Linked DNA regions of Pan troglodytes: region 1 is linked to region 2. A link is a contact called in public HiChIP or PLAC-seq data. All regions are on one chromosome and are shown on one strand. Each heading gives the region's core, a stretch centred on a gene start, on an enhancer-like site or on the middle of the called end of the contact. The rest is flanking DNA. Distances are from core to core; before and after follow the strand shown. Region 1 holds the start of GPRC5B (G protein-coupled receptor class C group 5 member B). Region 2 holds the start of VPS35L (VPS35 endosomal protein sorting factor like).

Region 1 (5,478 bases), core at 2,409-4,908, 330 kb before region 2:
GTATGCAATAGCTTGTAGTCCCAGCTATTTGGGAGGCTGAAGCAGGACAATCGCTTGGGGAACCCAGGAGATGGAGGTTGCAGTGAGCCGAGATCATGCCATTGCACTCCAGCCTGGGAGACAGAGCAAGACTCCATCTCAAAAACAAACAAACAAACAAACAAACAAAAAACTACCCAGCCTCAGGTATTCCTTCATAGCAATACAAAATGGACTAAGACAGAGGTCCTTCCATAGTGCCCTGTCCTAACCCCCCTCACACTCTACCGAGAAGGTCAACCTCCTCCATTGACATGGAGCATCCTGAGTGCAAGATCACACCATATCCATCTAGGGACCACCAACGGGATCAGGCACAGAGCCTGGCACTGAGGAGACCCTGCTGAGGTCCCGTGGTCAGGCACTGGGATCACAGTGGGAAGTGAGAAGACCATGGGTAACTGGGTTTGAGTCCCGCCTCTGACACATACAGCTGTGAGACCAAGGGAAAGTCCCTCAACCTTCCCAAGCCTCATTTTACCACATGCGACACAGACACCAACCTCAGAAGGTTCTGTTGTTCAGGCAAGATGATTCATGGAAATCGACTTTGACAACTCCAAAGCCCTGAGTGCCACATTCCTTTAGGAGATGTTCTGCTTATTAGCAGAGACAAGAGGATGATCATGAAAGGTCTGGACACAGAATAGACATACTTGAAAGGGGAAAGCAAAGCTGGAATTCAATTATTCTTTTTTTTATTTTCTTTAAAAAAAATTTTTTTTTTTTTTGAGATGGAGTCTTGCACTGTTGCCCAGGTTGGAGTGTAGTGGCATGATCACAGCTCAATGCAGCCTCGACCTCCCGGGCTTAAGCGATTCTCCTGCCTCAGCCTCCTGAGTAGCTAGGACTACAGGTGCACGCCACTATGCCTGGCTAATTTTTAATGTTTTGTAGAGACAGGTCTCCCTATGCTTCTCAGGCTGGTCTCAAACTCCCTGGCCTCAAGCAATCCTGCTAACTTGACCTCCCAAAGTTAATTATTCTTTTAGCAAACAAATATTCGATGAGCCATGCCCTGTGCCACGCACTGGATGCCAGGATAAACAATAGACATAGTTCTTGTCCTCATCAAGCTTAAAGATATGCTATGCATACAGTAGCCACATGTGGTTATTGATTATTTATTTACTTATTTATTTATTTTAAGAGACAGAGTCTCACTCTGTCACCCAGGCTGGAGAGCATGGGTGCAATTATAGCTCACTGCAGACTCAAACTCCTGGCCTCAAGAAATCCTCCCACCTCAGTTTCCCAAAGTGCTGGATTATAGACATGAGTCATCATGCATGTCCAGCCTAAATTTAAATCAATTAAAAATAAATAAAACTGAGGCCGGGCTCGGTGGCTCACGCCTGTAATCCCAGCACTTGGGGAGGCCTGGGCAGGTGGGTCACCTGAGGTCGGGAATTCGAGACCAGACTGACCAACATGGTGAAACCCCATCTCTACTAAAAATACAAAAATTAGCCAGGCATGGTGGTGGACGCCTGTAATCCCAGCTACTCGGGAGGCTGAGGCAGGAGAATCACTTGAACCCAGGAGGTGGAGATTGCAGTGAGCCGAGATAGCATCATTGTACTCCAGACTGGGTGACAGTGACTCCATCTAAAAAAAAAACAAACAAACAAAAACTGAAAGTTCAATCCTGTAGTCATACGAGTCACATATAAAGTGCCTAGTGGGCACATGTTTAGCGGCTGCCATTATCAGACAGTGTAGATTGGACAGCACAGCACTGAGATACAGTTTTGTAGGCGAGACAGACACCAAGCAGAGAGCCATGCAAATATCTAATTACACACTGATATGGTTTGGCTGTGTCCCCACCCAAATCTCATCTTGAATTGTAGCTCCCATAATCCCTACATGTCATGGGAGGGACCTGGAGGGAGGTAATTGAATCATGGGGGTGGGTTTTTCCCACGCTGTTCTCATGACAGTGAATAAGTCTCACAAGATCTGATGGTTTAATAAAGGGCAGTTCCCCTGCACATGCACTCTTGCCTGCCACTGTATAAGACGTGACTTTGCTCCTCTTTTGCCTTCTACCATGATTGTGAGGCCTACCCAGCCATGTGGAGCATTGAGTCCATTAAATCTCTTTTTCTTTATAAATTACCCAGTCTTGGGTATTTCTTCATAGCAGTATGAAATGGACTAATACACATACCATGACATTTGTCAGTGGGAAGCCATGGGCAGTGCACTGACCATTTCTCAGGTGAGGAATAGAGAAGCCACTGGTTTTCATTAGACAAAGTGAACTGGGCACTTGAGAGCCTGACATGGCTCCCTGGACCTCCTGGAGCCATTCTCTCCAAGGCTGGAGACCCAGTGAACTCTCCTGGGAGGTGAGGTTCCTCTGTGACAATGTCTGACCTGACAGCAAATGACACCAGTCTAACCATTGGTGGATAATATGGCCTGCAGAGCCAGATGGCCTGGATTGGATTTTGTCTTTGCCAACCGTCTAACCCCGGAGCAGTACTTAACCCCTCTTGGCCTCAGTGTCTCCATCTGTAAAACAGGGAGAATAACAGTCTCTGGCCTAAAGGGTAACTGGGAGGATTAAATGAATTAAAGAATTTAAAACACTTAGAATAGCTCCTGGCACACAGAAAGCACTACGTACTCAGCTATTATTGTTATTATTATCATCCATGGGTGTTGGAACTTTTTGGAGGGAAGGAATGCACCTGCCACTCAATGCCCTCCTTCATTTTCACTCTGTGCTTCCTGTGGTATCATCACCCAAAGTGAAACTGACCATCACAGTCAGGGTCCTCTGTAAAACAAGTGGGAAAGGGAATATAACCGTAACTGCAATGTTAATCAGCTCATATTAAGGATTTTCCACATGCCAGACCCTGCGTGAAGCACTTTATATGTTAGCACGTGTTAGACCTTCACAACAACCCCAATAGGCATGTGCGATGAAAAAGATCTCCATTTTGTAGACGTTGAGGACGTGTGGCTCACGAAAGTGAACTTGCCCACGTTGACAAAAGGATCTCGGCGTCAGTTCCAAGAGCTGCCACCAGGTGACAGTGCCCATCCACTTTCCAATTGCGCAGTCTGGCGGGAACACACTTTGGGTCGTCCCGCAAATATTTAATGAGCGCCTACTGTGCCTGGAACTGTTCTGGGCTCTGAGGATCCATGAAAATAAACCAGGGGTGGGGCGAAAAACTGCCATTATGGTTCTTCCTTTCCATTTTCCCTTGAATATAATAAAAGGTATCCCAGAGATGCGTGCCCAAGGGGGATGTGGCCTAACCGGACCGGAACTGGGAGGCTGGCGGGGAGGGATGGGAGTATCTGGAAGGGCCACGGTCCCCAAAGATCAGGGGCTGCCACTATTCCCAGAAGGAAGTGTTCTGCATCTCCCCTTCCTGCAGCCCCCGGGAGAGGGGAGCAGGGGTCCGTCCTATCCCTTTTGGTCTTATGTGGCTGGGATGGTTGCGGCGACGGGGGGAGAGATTGGGGGGCGCACCGCGGAGGGAGAAAGGAAATCTCACCCTGAGAATCTGGAGTGCAGGGAAGGGATGCTGCTCAAAGGTCTGTTTCTGGCTTTGGCGGGGGGCCACCTGAGACTGCCAGGGTTTGATGGTCTGAAGGTCACCCAGGGAACCAGCCCTATATGGGGTGCCGGAGCGCAGCTCCCAGGCCTGGTCGAAGCAATGCCGACCTCGGAGAGGCCTGAGGACTAGGACGGGGTGAGGGGGACTCAGAGACGGCTGCCCCGGACCCCTCCTTCAAGCAGGTCCCACGGCCGCCCAGCGGACACGCGTCCGGGCTGTGCCCTGACCGTCTGCGGAGCGCACGGCCAGTGGCCCGGGCCGCTGAGTGTGTGAGCCCTGAAGGGCAGTGGACGTGTGCGTACGTGGGTGATGTGTGCGGTAGGGGTGGTGGCGATCCTGCGTAGGGACCCACGTGAGGGGTGCACCGACTGGACGTGTGTGTTTCGAGGGGCCAAGGAAGCGGGTGTTGGTCCCAGTGTGCGCAAACGGACAACGACATCTGGGAGGTGGGCAGTGAGGAGAGAGAAGAGTGTGTCCAGGAGGAACCTGCCTGGAGGAGGCCTAGCGGTGTGTGTGCGCCTAGGTGTATACCGGGGCGTTGGTGACTTCGAGAGGCACCGGGCGGGATCGATCCTCTCTGCGTCCTGGACCTGGTGCTGGTGTGTTTCGGGGAAGTTACTGCTTATGAACCCACCTTGGAGCGTGGCCTGGGGGCAGGAAGGCTTCTGCGCTGGGACCCCTGGGTCGCGATACCTCCCTCGGTAAGTGTATTGGCTAGGGGGGTGTTCCCGCAAATGGATCTACCCTGGGGAGTTGCCCGGCTCGTCTGGACTGCTTACGGGCGCACTGACGTTGTGGGGGGAATGTCCCCGAATTGGGGGCACGAGGTCGGGGGAATCGTCTCTGAGATCCGGGCTAGAAGCTACGAGCTTGGGCTCCGGGGGTGCATGCAGACGGCGCCTAGCCCCGCGCGGAACCGCCGGCGGGACCGGGGGTGGGGCTCGGAGGCCCGGGGGCGGGGCCGGTCGGGGGCGGGGGCGGGGGCGGGGGCGGGGGCGGGGCCGCGGCCGCTGCAGCAGCGCGGGCCGGGCCAGGGGGCGCCTCGCGCGGCAGCGACTCTGGCAGGCGCTGCAGTGAAGCTGGACCCGCAGGCGGGCGTGCGTGGAGCGGGGGCCGCGGCCGCGCTGCAGAGATGTGACTCGGGCCGAAGGCCAGCTGGAGCGTCGGCGCTGCGGGGCCGCGGGGGTCGGTAAGTGCGAGCTGCGCCGATGCAGTGGAGGACGCTGTGGGGACCCCAGAAACTTTTCCCGCCGTGGATTTGGGAGAATTGGGGGGTCTGCTTCTTGTGTTTTTCTAAGCGCCCCCCCAACCCAAGCCAGGGAGTTTATTGCTGGGGGAGTTGTGGGATCTGGGCGAGGGGAACCACGGTGCGACGAGAGAAGAGCCGTAGAGGGGTGGGCGGGGGAGGGGACGGTCTGGGGACCTTTACTGGGGGAGGGAGACTGTGCCCGGACCAGGTAGAGATCCAAGTCTCCCAGGAGAGTGTGGGGGCGACCACAGGTGAAGGGCAGCTGGGAGGGTAAAGGAGCCCAGCCGTGTCCTAGTGACTCGTCGTGTGTGAGGAGCTGCGGGCTGGTCCTGGGGCCGCGTTGGGGGCTGACTGTGGACAGGGCAGACGCAGCCGGGGGCACAAGGGCTGGACTTTGGGGGTGAACAGCCGCACCTGTCGCGGGGGCTGGGGGTCAAGCCCGCAGTCGGCTTGAGTGCGCATTACTCAGCAAGGGGAGGGGGGGGACACGGCGGTGGGAGATGGCAGAGCTGAGACCTGGGCTGGGGACGAATGACGGGGAGGGGTGGGGAGGAGGGGGCGGCTGCATACAATGGCCGGGGGGGGGAGTGGCGTTTCCCTTCCAGA
Region 2 (4,813 bases), core at 1,522-4,021:
GTTATAAGAACCTAATGATGTTACATGTTATGCACTTTACGAGTGATGTCTGACAGAAAATAAGGACTTGATAAATGTAAATTTAATGACAGAAACTCATTTCTCCTCTGCAGTCCTCCTCAGTTTCCTCATTCATTCATAAATATTATTCAGCACTCACCATTATGTTCTAGGCTCCACATACAAAGATGGACAAAACTCAGTCCCTTTAACTTTTTTTTTTTTTGAGACGGAGTCTCGCTTAGTAGCTCAGGCTGGAGTGCAATGGCACGATCTCGGCTCACTGCAACCTCCGCCTCCTGGGATCAAGTGATTCTCCCGGGATCAAGCGATTCTCCCACTTCAGCCTCCCAAGTAGCTGGGATTACAGGAACCTGCCGCCATGCCTGGCTACTTTTTGTATTTTTGTAGAGACGGGCTTTCACCATGTTGGGCAGGCTGGTCTTGGAACTCCTGACCTCAGGTGGTCCGCCCGCCTCGGCCTCCCGAAGTGCTGGGATTACAGGCATGAGCGACCGCGTCCAGCCAGTCCTTTTAACTTTTAAGGAGCAAGAAGTTTATTAGGGAAACTGAAAGATGAATGCATACTTCAAAAGGAAATGTTCAGAGCACGGGCCGGGTGTGGTAGCTCACGCCTGTAATCCCAGCACTTTGGGAACCCGAGGTGGGCGGATCACTTAAGGTCAGGAGTTCGAGACCAGCCTGTCCAACATGATGAAACACCGTCTCTACTAAAAATACAAAAAGTAGCCTGGCGTGGTGGCATCGCCTGTAATCCCAGCTACTCGGGAGAGTGAGGCAAAGAATCACTTGAACTGGGAGGCGGAGGTTGCGGTGAGCCAAGATCACGCCACTGCACTCAAGCCTGGGCGAGACTCCGTCTCAACAAAAACAACAACAACAAAATATTTAGAGCACGGCCAGATTAGGAACTATAGAGACCCTAAATACTAAAAGCGTTATGGCACCTGTTTGCCTGCTTGTAATATAAAATTAAAATTCCAAAGGTAGAAAGGTACTGGGATGCAGAGATTAAGACAGCATCTTCCTGGATTTTCTGATTGCAAACTTCAGATAAATCCACTGAAGTCAAATGTTTCTCATGTTTTTGGTTAGCTTTTTGGTCAAGCCAGCATGACTTTTTCATTTTTTATTATTATTTTTTTGAGACAGAGTCTCACTCTGTTGCCCAGGCTGGAGTGCAGTGGCATGATCTCGGTTCACTCCAGCTTCCGCCTCCCAGGTTCAAGCGACTCTCCTGCCTCACCCTCCCAAGTAGCTGGGATTACAGGTGCGTGCCACCACTAATTTAGTCCAGCTAATTTTTGTATTTTTAGTAGAGATTAGGTTTCGCCATGTTGGCCAGGCTGGTCTCGAACCCCTGACCTCAGGTGATCCACCAGCCTCGGCCTCCCAAAGTGCTGGGATTACAGGCGTGAGCCACCATACCCAGCCAGCATGACTATTAACTGAAAAAAAAAAAAAAACTCAGGGTGTGGAAGTGCTCAGAGGCATTCAATGCTGATGTAGCGTATCAAGGAAGCAGTCTCTTAAGTGTTGGGCAAATGAAAGGAATAAGACAAAATGAACTGTTTATCAAGCTCAAAAGCAGAAGGTTGTACCTGATTATTTCTAAGGTCTTTCATTTGCTCATTTAATCTAAGCTACTTCACATCATTTGAAGAGAAAGTAAATTATCTCGCTTTCTGAGATGCAGGAGAGATTCCCCGTCCCCAAATCCCACTATCATCAACAACACAACTTCCTCAAGTTCTTCACTCACACACATACCACCTGCTGAACCCCGAAGCTTCAGTCACTCATTCCTAGCTACTCCAACCGCAAGGGACCTACGGGCCTGCCAACCAGGCACACGCCACGCCCTCCCTATGGTGAACTCCTATTCATCCTCCAAGACCCAATTTAACTCCTCCTCTCTGAAGCCTCCCCCTAGCCCCCTGGTGGGGATAATCACTCCCTTCTTGGTGCCTCATCCGAATGCCTTCTTTAGACATCCCTCTACTGTGCGTCTGCTCCATTATACTGTCAGCTCCTTGAGGCCAAGGAATAAGTCTGAGGGCTGTGCCTAGGGTAGGCTGAATGGCGGCCGTTTTACAGATGAGAAAAACAAGTCTCCAGGTGAACAGAGGAGCTGAGGAAACTGACCAACAGCCAGATCTCCCGACTCGTCCAGACTTAAAGCTGAGTCCACCATTACCTTCATCCAGCGACCCCAGAACCCGTGCCAACTTCTGGGGACGCGGAAGCCTGGAAACTCAAGTTTTCTTTAGGGAATGAATGGACAGGGGCCCGTGGAAGGCGCAGAGAGGCAGCAGACGGGGAGAGAACCAAGAACCCGCCAGTCTGGCTTCAGATTGCTCCGCTGGACCGCGGTAGCGGCCAGGGATTCTACGGTCAAGACAACTTGAGGGTGGCCAGTCGACCACCAGAACCCGACAGAGAGGAATTCACACTCTCAGACCCAGGCCGACCCCATCACAAGTAAGGACAGCCCTTCTCCAAAGCCCACCCGCCGCTGCTTCCTTACCAAGGAAAGACGGCCATCTTCCCAGTCACATGACCGCTTGTTCTGGGGCCGTCTGCTCGGCTTCCCATCCTTACCCCGCCACGCCCCGCACCCCCCGGCCGCCATGTTTGTGAAGGGCAGCTGGCCGCCCCGCAGCGGCCGCACAGCACCTTCTGCAGACGCCATGCTTGTGAGGGGCAGGCGACGCTCCGCACAGCACAGGCTTCATTTTCAGCTGACGCCATGCTTGTGAGGGGCAGCTCCCCGCTCCGGACAGCCCGGGTTACAACTTCCGCCGGCGCCATGCTTCGGAGGAGCAACGTCGGCCACGGCCAGAGTGCCGTAGTTTCTATGAGTCATGATTGTAAAGGGCAGCTGTCTACAGTGCCGGGTGGTCCCGCCTGCGGGCGTCATGATGGTAAAGGGCATGACTGCTGCTTAGCCCACCTGCGTCCTCTAGGGGCAGAAAGGACTCCAGAAGGCGGCGGAGCGAAGACGCAAACTGAGGTTCAGCCAGTACCTGGTTTTGCGGCTAATACGCTGTTTGGCGTGGGACAGCCATGCCCCCTCTAGGCCGCTGCTTTACCCACTGCTTGGAGGGCGTTTTTAGGCACTTGCAGAATGCCCTTCCCACGACTAGCAACTGAGGGCTGCCCTAGATCTAATATGATTGACTACAGCTAATGCACGTGGGGGAAATTAGGGTTCGCATTTCGTCCAACTTGGCAAAGCAGTGTTTCTAGGAAGGTGGATATCCATTTCGACCACAGAACGTTTTTAAAAATTATTTTAGGCCGGGAGCGGTGGCTCAGGCCTATGATCCCAGAACTTCGGGAGGCCGAGGTGGGTGGGTCACCTGATGTCAGGAGTTCGGGACGAGCCTGGCCAACATGGTGAAACCCCGTCTCTACTAAAAAATACAAAAACTAGTTGGGTATGGTGGCGGGCGCCTGTAATCCCAGCTACTCGGGAGGCTGAGGCAGGAGAATTGCTCCAACCCGGGAGGCAGAGGTTGCAGTGAGCCGAGATTGCGCCATTGCACTCCAGCCTGGGCTACAAGAGCGAAACTCCATCTCAAAAAAAATTTTTTTTTTAATTATTACTTTTATAACTTACTTAGATATCCATTATGGTCCCTTAGAAAGCATTCGATGTTTTTATAACTCTTACTTTTCACTCGGGGGTGGTGGTCTGGTTGTTCATGAGATGGTGACCTATGACAGGGAAAAGGATCATCTCCAGAACGGGCCCTCCAGTGTTCAGCTCAGTATGAGTAGGAAAGTATATCCACTCGTACCTGCTATTCCCAACACTGGGAGTGAACAAGGGTTAAAGGGTGGCCACGGGAAAGCGAGGAGCTCTTCCCATACAGCCATGCATGTTATCACATGCAACATCTCAATAAGAGGTCAAGGTGAGGAGCCTTTTCCTAGGCTCACACTGCATGATTAGGCAGTAACAAGAGGAGGATTCTTAAAGTTGTGCAAATTAACAGCTTTGATGTGAGCTTCAACCTTCGCATTCTCTTTTCTCCCTCCTTCCCTTAGCAGGCTTCTATCTCTTAATAAGTTAAGACATTTCCAGCCTGAGTTTTACCTTCTGAAAAGTCCAATTTTTAGTAGAGACGGGGTTTCACCATGTTGGCCAGGCTGGTCTCAAACTCCTGACCTCAGGTGATCCTCCTGCCTTGGCCTCCCAAAGTGTTGGGATTACAGGCGTGAGCCACTGCACCTGGCCCAGGGGACATATTAAATAATGAGATATATCTTTCATGGAACTTGTAATTGTAAAGAATGATTATATACAATATTTGTTTTGGCCTAATACTTTTCAATATCTGTTTCTTTTTTGTTTTGGAGACAAAGTCTCATTCAGGCTGGAGTGCAGTGGTGCGATTATAGCTCACTGCCGCCTGTAACTCCTGGGTTCAAGTGATCCTCCTGCCTCAGCCTCCAGCGTACCTAGGACTACAGATGTGAACCACCATGCCTGGCTGATATCGGTTTCTTTTTTGTTTTGTTTTAAGATGGAGTCTTGCTCTGTCACCCAGGCTGCAGTGCAGTGGCACAATCTCGGCTCACTATAGCCTCCCCATCCCAGGCTCAGGCGATTCTCCTGCTTCAGCCTCCCAAGTAGCTGGAACTACAGGCATGCACCATTACGCCCAGCTAATTTTGTATTTTTAGTAGAGACGGGGTTTCACCATGTTAGCCAGGCTGATCTCAAACTCCTGATCTCATGATCCACCCACCTTGGCCTCCCAAAGTGCTAGAATTACAGGCATGA

The links. HiChIP or PLAC-seq counts read pairs in DNA pulled down with a chosen protein or histone mark.
Region 1: an H3K4me3 HiChIP or PLAC-seq map of stem cell-derived excitatory neurons shows a contact between it and region 2, with 7 times the contacts expected there. The contact joins the promoter of GPRC5B here to the promoter of VPS35L in region 2. A contact is called at or near these places in 3 of 7 Hi-C or Micro-C datasets (induced pluripotent stem cells and stem cell-derived neural progenitor cells) and 1 of 1 datasets of contacts at active chromatin or transcription factors (stem cell-derived excitatory neurons).

What each region holds. Positions count from the first base shown.
Region 1 is chr18:22,508,633-22,514,110 of NHGRI_mPanTro3-v2.0_pri, reverse strand. GPRC5B (G protein-coupled receptor class C group 5 member B) reads left to right here and starts at 3,658. Exons shown (of 4, transcript XM_016929584.4): 1 at 3,658-4,324. The coding sequence starts at 3,933.
Region 2 is chr18:22,177,925-22,182,737 of NHGRI_mPanTro3-v2.0_pri, reverse strand. It overlaps VPS35L (VPS35 endosomal protein sorting factor like), which reads right to left and starts at 2,771. Exons shown (of 33, transcript XR_010152569.1): 1 at 2,549-2,771.